Regions from separate parts of the Gasterosteus aculeatus genome. Here region 1 is linked to region 2. A link is a contact called in public Hi-C data. All regions are on one chromosome and are shown on one strand. The core of a region is the stretch at or near the end of the contact, and the rest is flanking DNA. Distances in the headings are between cores, read along the strand shown. Region 1 has its middle 47 kb from the start of LOC144386378. Region 2 overlaps fbxl17 (F-box and leucine-rich repeat protein 17).

Region 1 (3,961 bases), core at 1,026-3,525, 370 kb before region 2:
CACTGTGAGAGGCTGTGCTGGAATAATGGCACTACCGAGCCATAGGATAGAGTAGAGACCTTGCTTCAGTGTATAAACGCAGAGGGAGAGGAGAGAAACGCCTTGGGGCCGGGGGGGGGGGGGGGGGGGGCTTGTATACATTCATATCTTCATGTCAGCGTGTCTATGAGGATACATTTGAGGACGTGGGCCGGGCCAACCTGACAGCCTGATTCTTTACCTGTCAACACACTCAAGGTGCACTGGGTAATCTGTATGGGGCTGACCACCTACACTTGCAAACACCTCCATACATACACACTGCTGCAAAAGCATCAACCTACTCGTACGCCCTCATCCACCAACAAAATATGGCTCCCCTGCTGTGCGGAGGTGGGTTTTTTGTCACGCCCCAGTGGCTCGGTGACAGTCTGTCAATCAATCATACTCATCGCATCCCCATCTCACCTGTAAATGAGTGTGTGTCCGTCTCCAGGGCCGTGATAGGCTGATTGGCTCTGTCAGTCACAGTGTCAGGCGAGTGTAGATCAATGGGAAGCATTCAGTACGGTGACGTGTGGATATCTCCACAGTCATGCACTGATGATGCCAGATGTCACCAAAGACGGACCCAGCTTGAGTGAGCCGCTGAGTGCCGCGGAGGCTGACGTGTGTCAGTGGAAATAAATGTGTAAATAACCAAACAAAATGCAGGACAGAAATAAGGCGGGCCGGACCTGTGAGGCCAAAAACCCCAAACTTAAATTCCATATAGTATATAATACAACCATGATTACAATCTGCTTTTCTAAATGTTGCATGCACAGAATGTATTGTGGCGTCAGCATGTGGCTCCGCGCTACATGAATACAAGACTGCATTCATTTGTGCATAAGCAAATGAATGAAAAACATTGAATGAATATATTCATCTCATTAAAATGCATTCAGCTGCATTGCGAACACATACTGTATCCACAGACAAACTATGATACATATGTGCAGAACAGACGCTGACAGACTACAAGGTACAAGCTTGCAAAAATGATAATCAAGGATAGTCTTCAGGCAAAGCTCTAAATGCCTGAGGCGCTCTTGGTAGCTGTATAAGCTGAAATTGAATGTGCTCTGTAACAATGTCAGGTCATCATTACAGCAACGGCAAGTATTATCTCGTGGAGTTGTTGTACACATCTCCGTTTGTTCTTTGTAGTCAGTGTCCTGCACCAGTGAATAGACACCCGGGGTGGAGGGAGCAGTCAGATGGAGTAATATCAACATGTAAAAATACACCTGTTGCCCAGAAGCCATCCATGCAGCCATTAGTCACAGTCGGTCGGTCCTTAAGGCACCTACAATTATATCAAAGAACGGAACAATTATTTTACACCGTGAGGTGAAGTTACTCACCTTCGGACTCAGGCTTGCAAAGCGATTCTCTTTTTTTTCCCCATGCGCTCAGGTTAAAATCAATGACGCCCAGTCTGGTGAGATATTAGCGGTTGTTTGCAATTCATTTATGATTTGAAACACTCGATGCCCCGAGGCAGCTACACTCTGAGATAGTGAGGCGGAAGATGCCTCGCAGCTTGCATTTTAACCACAAAGATTTCATATCTGACTCCAAACAATCTTATTTTTTTCACTTGGACTCTCCAGATTTCAGAAGGTCCAGATTCTTGCTCAAGTGAGATGTAAATTTAATCAGGGATTTCCGTTAACTGTCATGTATTCAACTTGAGTACAAAAGCTATGCTGAGACTAAGTAAATCCAGGCAAAATGTGTAAAAGAAGACGCCAGCTGTCAACCTGCTCCAGGAACAGTTAATCAAGGCTGTGCAGGGTTTCTGGGACTAAAAGATGGTCTGTTTCGGTGGCTGAATCTGGACCCAGATCAAACAGTGAATTGTAGTGCCTTACGGCTCTTATAGCAGTCTATAACGTTCCATGCAGTTAATGTTCGGGGCTCATTCAAACTCATTCTTATTCCAACGCACTGCTTTTTTTTTTTCAAGCAATTGTTGCATTTGCATCTTTAATGCAGCAAAAGGTATCTGAAAGTGTCCTCGGAGAACATTTTCCAGCCACCATTTAGAACGATTGTAATGTGCTGCACGATGCGACGATGAAAGCAATGAAAAAGCCATATTGCAGAACGTCCTCAGGTGACTCACTCTGGTAAACAGCGCCACGGGTCAGTGGCCAGAGGCTTATATGTGCGAGCAGTAGGTGGGAGCCTGGTCATTAATGTGTCTGCGTTTGCCATGCTGAGTGCTGTGTGAGGTCAGCTGCCCCCGAGGACTGGACTGGAGGTTGGGACCAGGTGAACTGCGTCCCAGAGGAAACTCTTGTGGGAATCAGTAGTCCTGTGCTCAGACCCAATCTCTATTCTCCATCTGGACTAATTGCCCTACTTGGCCCAATCATACAAACATGGATGAATACTAAACATCTGACCCCTCCTTTTCTGTCTTCCACCCCCTTTCTTGCTCTCCCCCTTTTTAGCTTACACAGTCCGTTTCCCTACCAGCGGCTTTTATGCTCTTGCCCACACTGCTCTTCCTCTCTTTTGCATGTGCTTTCTACGTACCTTCCTTACTTGTTCCTGAAGAGGGGCCAGAGAGACGGACGGGCCACTTCAGGGACCAAAGGCATGAGGTAATCCAGGCAGAGTTGTAGGCCTCCTTTGTCCCAAATCTCAAGACTTCCCACAGCTCCATGTGGGAAAGCAAGACCACCAGTCCGCATTCAACGGGAAAACCTTGGAGTGAATAATCATGTTGACAGGTGAAGAGGAGCTCTTTTGTATTCGCGGAGGAAATGACAGTATAAAAATGTTTTGTCGTTGAGTACTCTTGAAGGAGCTTCTGCTGCTTGCCAGTCCTGCCACAGCTAGTATGTGAATGATGAGAGCTCCAGTGGGCAAGTTCTCACCTCAGCTGCAGCAACACACAGACAAATACAGTGAGAAGAGAAACTGTCTTCAATGGGAAACGTCATCTGCTGCCAAGTATCCTTCCTTATAAGCAAAATAAAACAAATAGATTGCGCAGTTTGAGAAGAGATCTGAATGTAGAATTACGTTCCAACAAGCCTCTTTTACTTTCGATCAGATGTAAAAGAGGCTTTACATCTTTGTTTCCGTGCAGCAGGATAGTTAGCGATACAATTTGTTGATGCACCAAGACTCCGATGCTGCACAAATTCCTTGCAATACTTTGAAAGCAACTTATTGTGTCACGTCCCCCCCTGACACATTCTCATTCCCCCCACGTGTTTGCTAACCGCCGCTTCAAGAACGACCTCACATCCTATATCGTGTGCACAGGTGCTGCCGACAGCTTGCAGCCGAGGCCCCACACTGTACCTATCGGGTCACTTCCATCAAGAGCCGGTCTCATCTCGATTAAAAGCTAATAGCATCTGGTCAGCAGGTCCGCGTGGAGACAGTAGCTTCATTCAGGCCACGGCTGCAACGCGGAGAGTTTCATCGATCGGGGAAACACACCAGAGAGAGACTGATGAGTGGGACAAAGGGGGAATAGACAGAAACGCGATATTGGAAGCTTGATGTTCCGATTATAATAAACTTGGTGGGTGGGCTGAAACTAGAAAAATGTTATATGGGATTAGAGAATGTGCCTGTGGCTTTTAATCCACAGCCTCAATATAAACATCATGTCTGCTTTATCCTTCTCTTTACTTCCTCTATAGTTATTCCCTCAGCCAGAGGACACAGAGTCCCCTTTTCACTGATTATAATACAGCGGAGTCCAAACATTGCCACGCATGACTTGATATTTTCCTTAAGAGTAATCATACTATTGATTAAGGCAGCTTCCTTTAACAGTCTGCTGGTCTCATTCTTATACAGAACATGAAGCATTATGTTTTTGTTCTGTTGACAGAGCAGAAGTCCGACTAGTCTGGTCCATTTCCCTCAGTCGGTGCCGGACCGATAGCGGGCTGCTGCGTAGACACCG
Region 2 (4,442 bases), core at 1,393-3,892:
GGATGGTGGATAAGAGTGCTTGCTGAGAGAAGACCCCGGGAGGGGTTGGGGGAGACGTTGGGAGACATGGGTGAGTATGTGCCTGTAGGTCAGGCTGGGTCTTATGCAGAGGGGAGGTGGGAGATGTTATATACCTCATATATGTATATACCTCATATATACACACACACACACACACACACACACACACACACACACACACACACACACGAATGAGAGAGAGATTGTTGGGAACCAAATCAAGTACACAGGCTCCCACAGGGCTCAGACACACTGGGCTTAGCAGTAAGTCTGCGATAGAAGAGGAGGGAGGGACAGAGAGAAGGAAGGGAGAGATGGAAACAATGAAGCATCTCGAAAAAGGTAACAAGAACATTTGTCCGCAGTTTTTACAACCGTTGAAGTATGGGGAGTGGATATTGCGGCAGCACACAAATATGTTGTAAAAACTCTCAAACCTTCAACATCCCAAAACTCTCGGGATGGAGATGAATCCAGTTTTCAAGGTGAGCGATGTCTTTTGCAACACTGTTGCCACATTAATGGAAGACAAATGGCCGACTGACATCACACAGGACATGAAGAGCACCAAATGTGAAAAACAATGGCAAACGGCTGGTGAGACAAACATGTCTTTGATATCCGATACTACAGAAGGCCAGCCAAAAGCAGGGCTGAGACAATGACGAATGTAAACCAGACTAGACCCATCTGCAAAAACTGGGTTTCTTTTTCATCCATGTCGGAGGTCTTCTTCTCAATTCGACTGTGACCTCCAGGTCTGAAAAGTAAATCCCACGCCGAAGTGCCTCACACTCTGAACTTCGACGCGGAAGTCCACAAGCCAAGGAGCGTCGTCTCTTGGACTGCGACCACTTCCTGCGTATCGTCTGAAGAATCTCAACACAGGAACTCTGTGCCAGGTATCTGTGCTTGATTGGTCCCTGCGAGAGGAGCCAGGTAAACCCCTCTGCGGGGGGGGGGGGGCGACTGGGACGGGATTAGGGTTCAACCTGCTCAAAAGGCAGCAGATGAGCGGAGACCCGCTGTGCCGGAGAGCCACGGGAGCCTGGGAGACCGAACATCTAAGCCCGGAAAGAGGCTGCAGCACAAGCCGACCTGTCCGTGTCTGTGCACGTGTCCAATTACAGGGTGGTGTTTGTATGGCAGTGGCCTCTCGCGCCACCCGTTCTTCATCACGACAGGAGATGGGAGCACTGAGAGAAGGACGGAGGATGTGCGACGCAGGAGCTCGGCTGGACTCCAATCAGGGATGTGACACATCGCTTTAAACCCTTCGGTTAAAAGGAAACCCCCTTCCTCCACGTGTAAGTGGTGTTCTTTGGTCATTTTTGTCACAAGTCAAAGCTTGGACATAAATACCGATCTTGTCTGAAAAAAGAAATTCTCTCTGGTTCTTAATAATAATTGGCCGGCGGCAGAAGCAGGCTTGGAATTAAAACATAAATATCCACGTGAGGCCTACTTCTACTTCAGGCTGTGCATACAAATCAACCCTACAGGACCTAGTCTTTATTTTATTTTAGCCACAGACAACAAACTCCTTTATTTGTTAACAGAACAGATTATCAATTATTTGTGTGAGTAGAAAGAAACATAAAACACAATTTTAGATTGTGCAGTCGCGGGTTTACACGTCCCACAATCCACCTGGCCCGTTGGCTTGTCAACGCATTGGCTGCATACAGATCCCCCCCCACTCGCGACACACAGACTAGCGACAAAGGCGTCTCCTCCGTGCACCGTTTGCACTCGGCTGCTGCCCCCTGGACAGCAAAGCCCCTCCCCTCTGCCCCCGGAGGGGGGGGGGGGGGCACCGCCAGACATCGACGGGGACCAAGAGCGAGCGCTCTTGTGTTGTTAGAGGGAAAACTTTGATCAAAGTTACTTCTCCTCATCCATCTCTGACTCTCCTGGCCGCTCATAAATCATCTACGCTGTGCCGACTGTCAGGCTCGGTCCCACCGCCGCAAAGAGCTGATTCACCAGCACGCCACTGCACGTCAAGAGACAACACTGGTCCCGCTTAAGGGGAGCCAACCAACATTTGTGAACAATCCAACATGACATCGATGGTTACCATTATCCTAATTAGCTTGCATGAGGGATTCAAAAGGACACATGCAGTTGCTGTCGAATAACAACGTACAGCTGCACCAAGAGGTAACAAGAGAGGCTCGTACAGTAAGCGAGTGATTGTGTCCAAATGATCGGCAATTAAATGGATCTTACATATTCTCACACTAGAGAAACGGGTAAACTGCCCCCCCTCCCCAAAGAGCCCGAGGCTCGGTGAGACAAACTAGACGGCTCGTTGGCCTGAGGCCCCCACGTGGGCCAGAGTCTCACAAGGGTTTTGCTCGCCCGCACAAGACTTCTGCCGGAGCGGATCTGCAATGCTGATAAAGCTCCATCGGCACCGTCAGGTAGAAGCAAGCTACTGTAACTTTTCTACCTCGGCTCAGCACAGCTCAATCAGCCCCCGCCAGAGGCCCCCGACCCCCCTCGCCCGGCCCTCGGGTCCCGGCGGCTCGGAATCAGCAACTTTCAATCTCTATGTGTTAGCACGCAAGAAGACGCAACAGTACGTTTGGGACGAGCAGACGTGAGAGTAAGACACACACACACACCCCTACAAAACACACACACACACGTCTAATATCAGCTCAGTCCCCGACTCCCTTTAAGAGACCAGAGAGGGGGAAATAAATACTCTTCTTTATTACAGGGAGAAAGACAGAGAAGCGATGCTGGGAGGGGGAGAGGCAGGATGAGTTTGCATCCGCTCACACACACACACACACACACACACACACACACACACACACACACACACACACACACACACACACAGCATTGACTGGCTACCTGGTGCTGCGGATTCCCATATAGCAGCGGAGAACTGTATAATTCCCCCCTGTCAGCAGACCTCCCCCACCCCGATCCTCTCATATACCACCAGCTGACGAAGTAGAAGAGGAGCCTCAGCACAGGAACACAATCGTACCGTGACTCTCAATGATCCTTCAAATAAGGCTCCATTTAGTTTGTCATCCTAGGCGTCACCTGTCCTACGGGTTTTGGGTCCAAATTCACTGATTCAATTCACCGATTATCACAGCAAAGTGTCGTGATAGAGGTGCGGCCCTCGTGCCCTAACCGCAGCAATCACCGAGTGAACAGATTTCCGACCCGCCAATAGGTGTTTTTATAAGATGGTTTTGGATTGTTTGTAGACACAAAACTGTCCCAAAGGACTCCAATTGCTACCCATCTTATCGCCCCCCCGGCCATGTGGCATGAACGCGGCTCTATAGACTCAGCAAATCAAGTGAAGGGTCGAGGATCTGGCGGGATCAAGGGAGGACAGCGTGATCCCTCTGCACACGTTGATATATTTGCCAGTAAAGCTCCTGTCTGGCGAGCACAGAGAACCGCGTGGAACCCCCGCGTGTAACAGCGAGGCCGTACACCGGCTAACCAGGCCAGTAGACCTGCACGAAGGCAATGATGCACAGCAAACTTACTTTTCATGCTTTTCAAATGAGCCAGTCAGGTGTCTGTAGCGACGATCGATTAGGCAAAGGAAAAATCCAGAGCATACATCCGGCCTTTTTTAAGATCATCCATCCAAGTCAACCGCATTGACTAAAAGCTGATTTTGATGAATGCAAAATCATTTAAAAAGAATCTCACAGCATTCATGTATTTTTTTTAATAGAAATACCATCTAAATGTCATCCTTCCTCCCTCCCTCTCTCTGCCGTGTTCTGTTGCCCTTTTTCCCCTCTTTCTTTTTAACTAAACAGATTCACCGAATGCACAAGTCTGTCCTTTCTTCCACGCAAAGCTGCCAGAATCTTAAATAAGGAGGGGAAGAAATAGACAAAATCATCTTCCCTTGATGCGACGCTGCAGGAGGAGGAAGGGTGGTTTTCCCTGACCTGGTGCCTCACAGGGGATCCTCCAGAGTCCGGGCGGGTCAACATGGACGTCCCCCGACACATTCCTGGGGTACGCAGCATAGCAGAGGGCCACGTTGGAAAGCGTATGAATATAAATATGTAGGTGCAATCGCACACTACTCTGGCACGGCTCCAGCAGACAGCGGAACGACCACTCGTACAGGGAGAGAAAGAGATCAATGCAGGAAGGTAAAGTTTAAAAGGAGAGCAGTTTCCTGAATATCATTAGGTGCGTCTGCACAGACACAGATTACCCTTTCCATCAATACAGTTCAGGTAGGTAAAGAGCTGCAATCTGAATACAACACCACCTCCCACAAACGATAAGTCACAAACAAAAGGAAAGTCAGACAATCACATTTTGACTGAAAGAAAACGCATTGGTGGAGTTTCTCAGTGCTCACCAGTTCTGTTCAGTTCCCTTTGTACCTACTTTATCCCTTTGACATATATTGT

The links. A called contact is a pair of places that touch in the nucleus more often than the background predicts.
Region 1: a Hi-C map of tail fin shows a contact between it and region 2, with 3 times the contacts expected there. The contact joins two enhancer-like sites. A contact is called at or near these places in 4 of 6 Hi-C or Micro-C datasets (skeletal muscle, tail fin and whole body).

The regions. Positions count from the first base shown.
Region 1 is chr13:7,276,970-7,280,930 of fGasAcu3.hap1.1, reverse strand. No RefSeq gene overlaps it. Among protein-coding and RNA genes, the nearest start is that of LOC144386378, 47 kb to the left of the region's middle. Within about 2 kb of position 2,275, at least 1 of the 9 cell types and tissues checked has open chromatin away from gene starts, as enhancers often do.
Region 2 is chr13:6,904,106-6,908,547 of fGasAcu3.hap1.1, reverse strand. All of the region lies in intron 6 of fbxl17 (F-box and leucine-rich repeat protein 17), which reads right to left. Among protein-coding and RNA genes, the nearest start is that of fbxl17, 14 kb to the right of the region's middle. Within about 2 kb of position 2,642, at least 1 of the 9 cell types and tissues checked has open chromatin away from gene starts, as enhancers often do.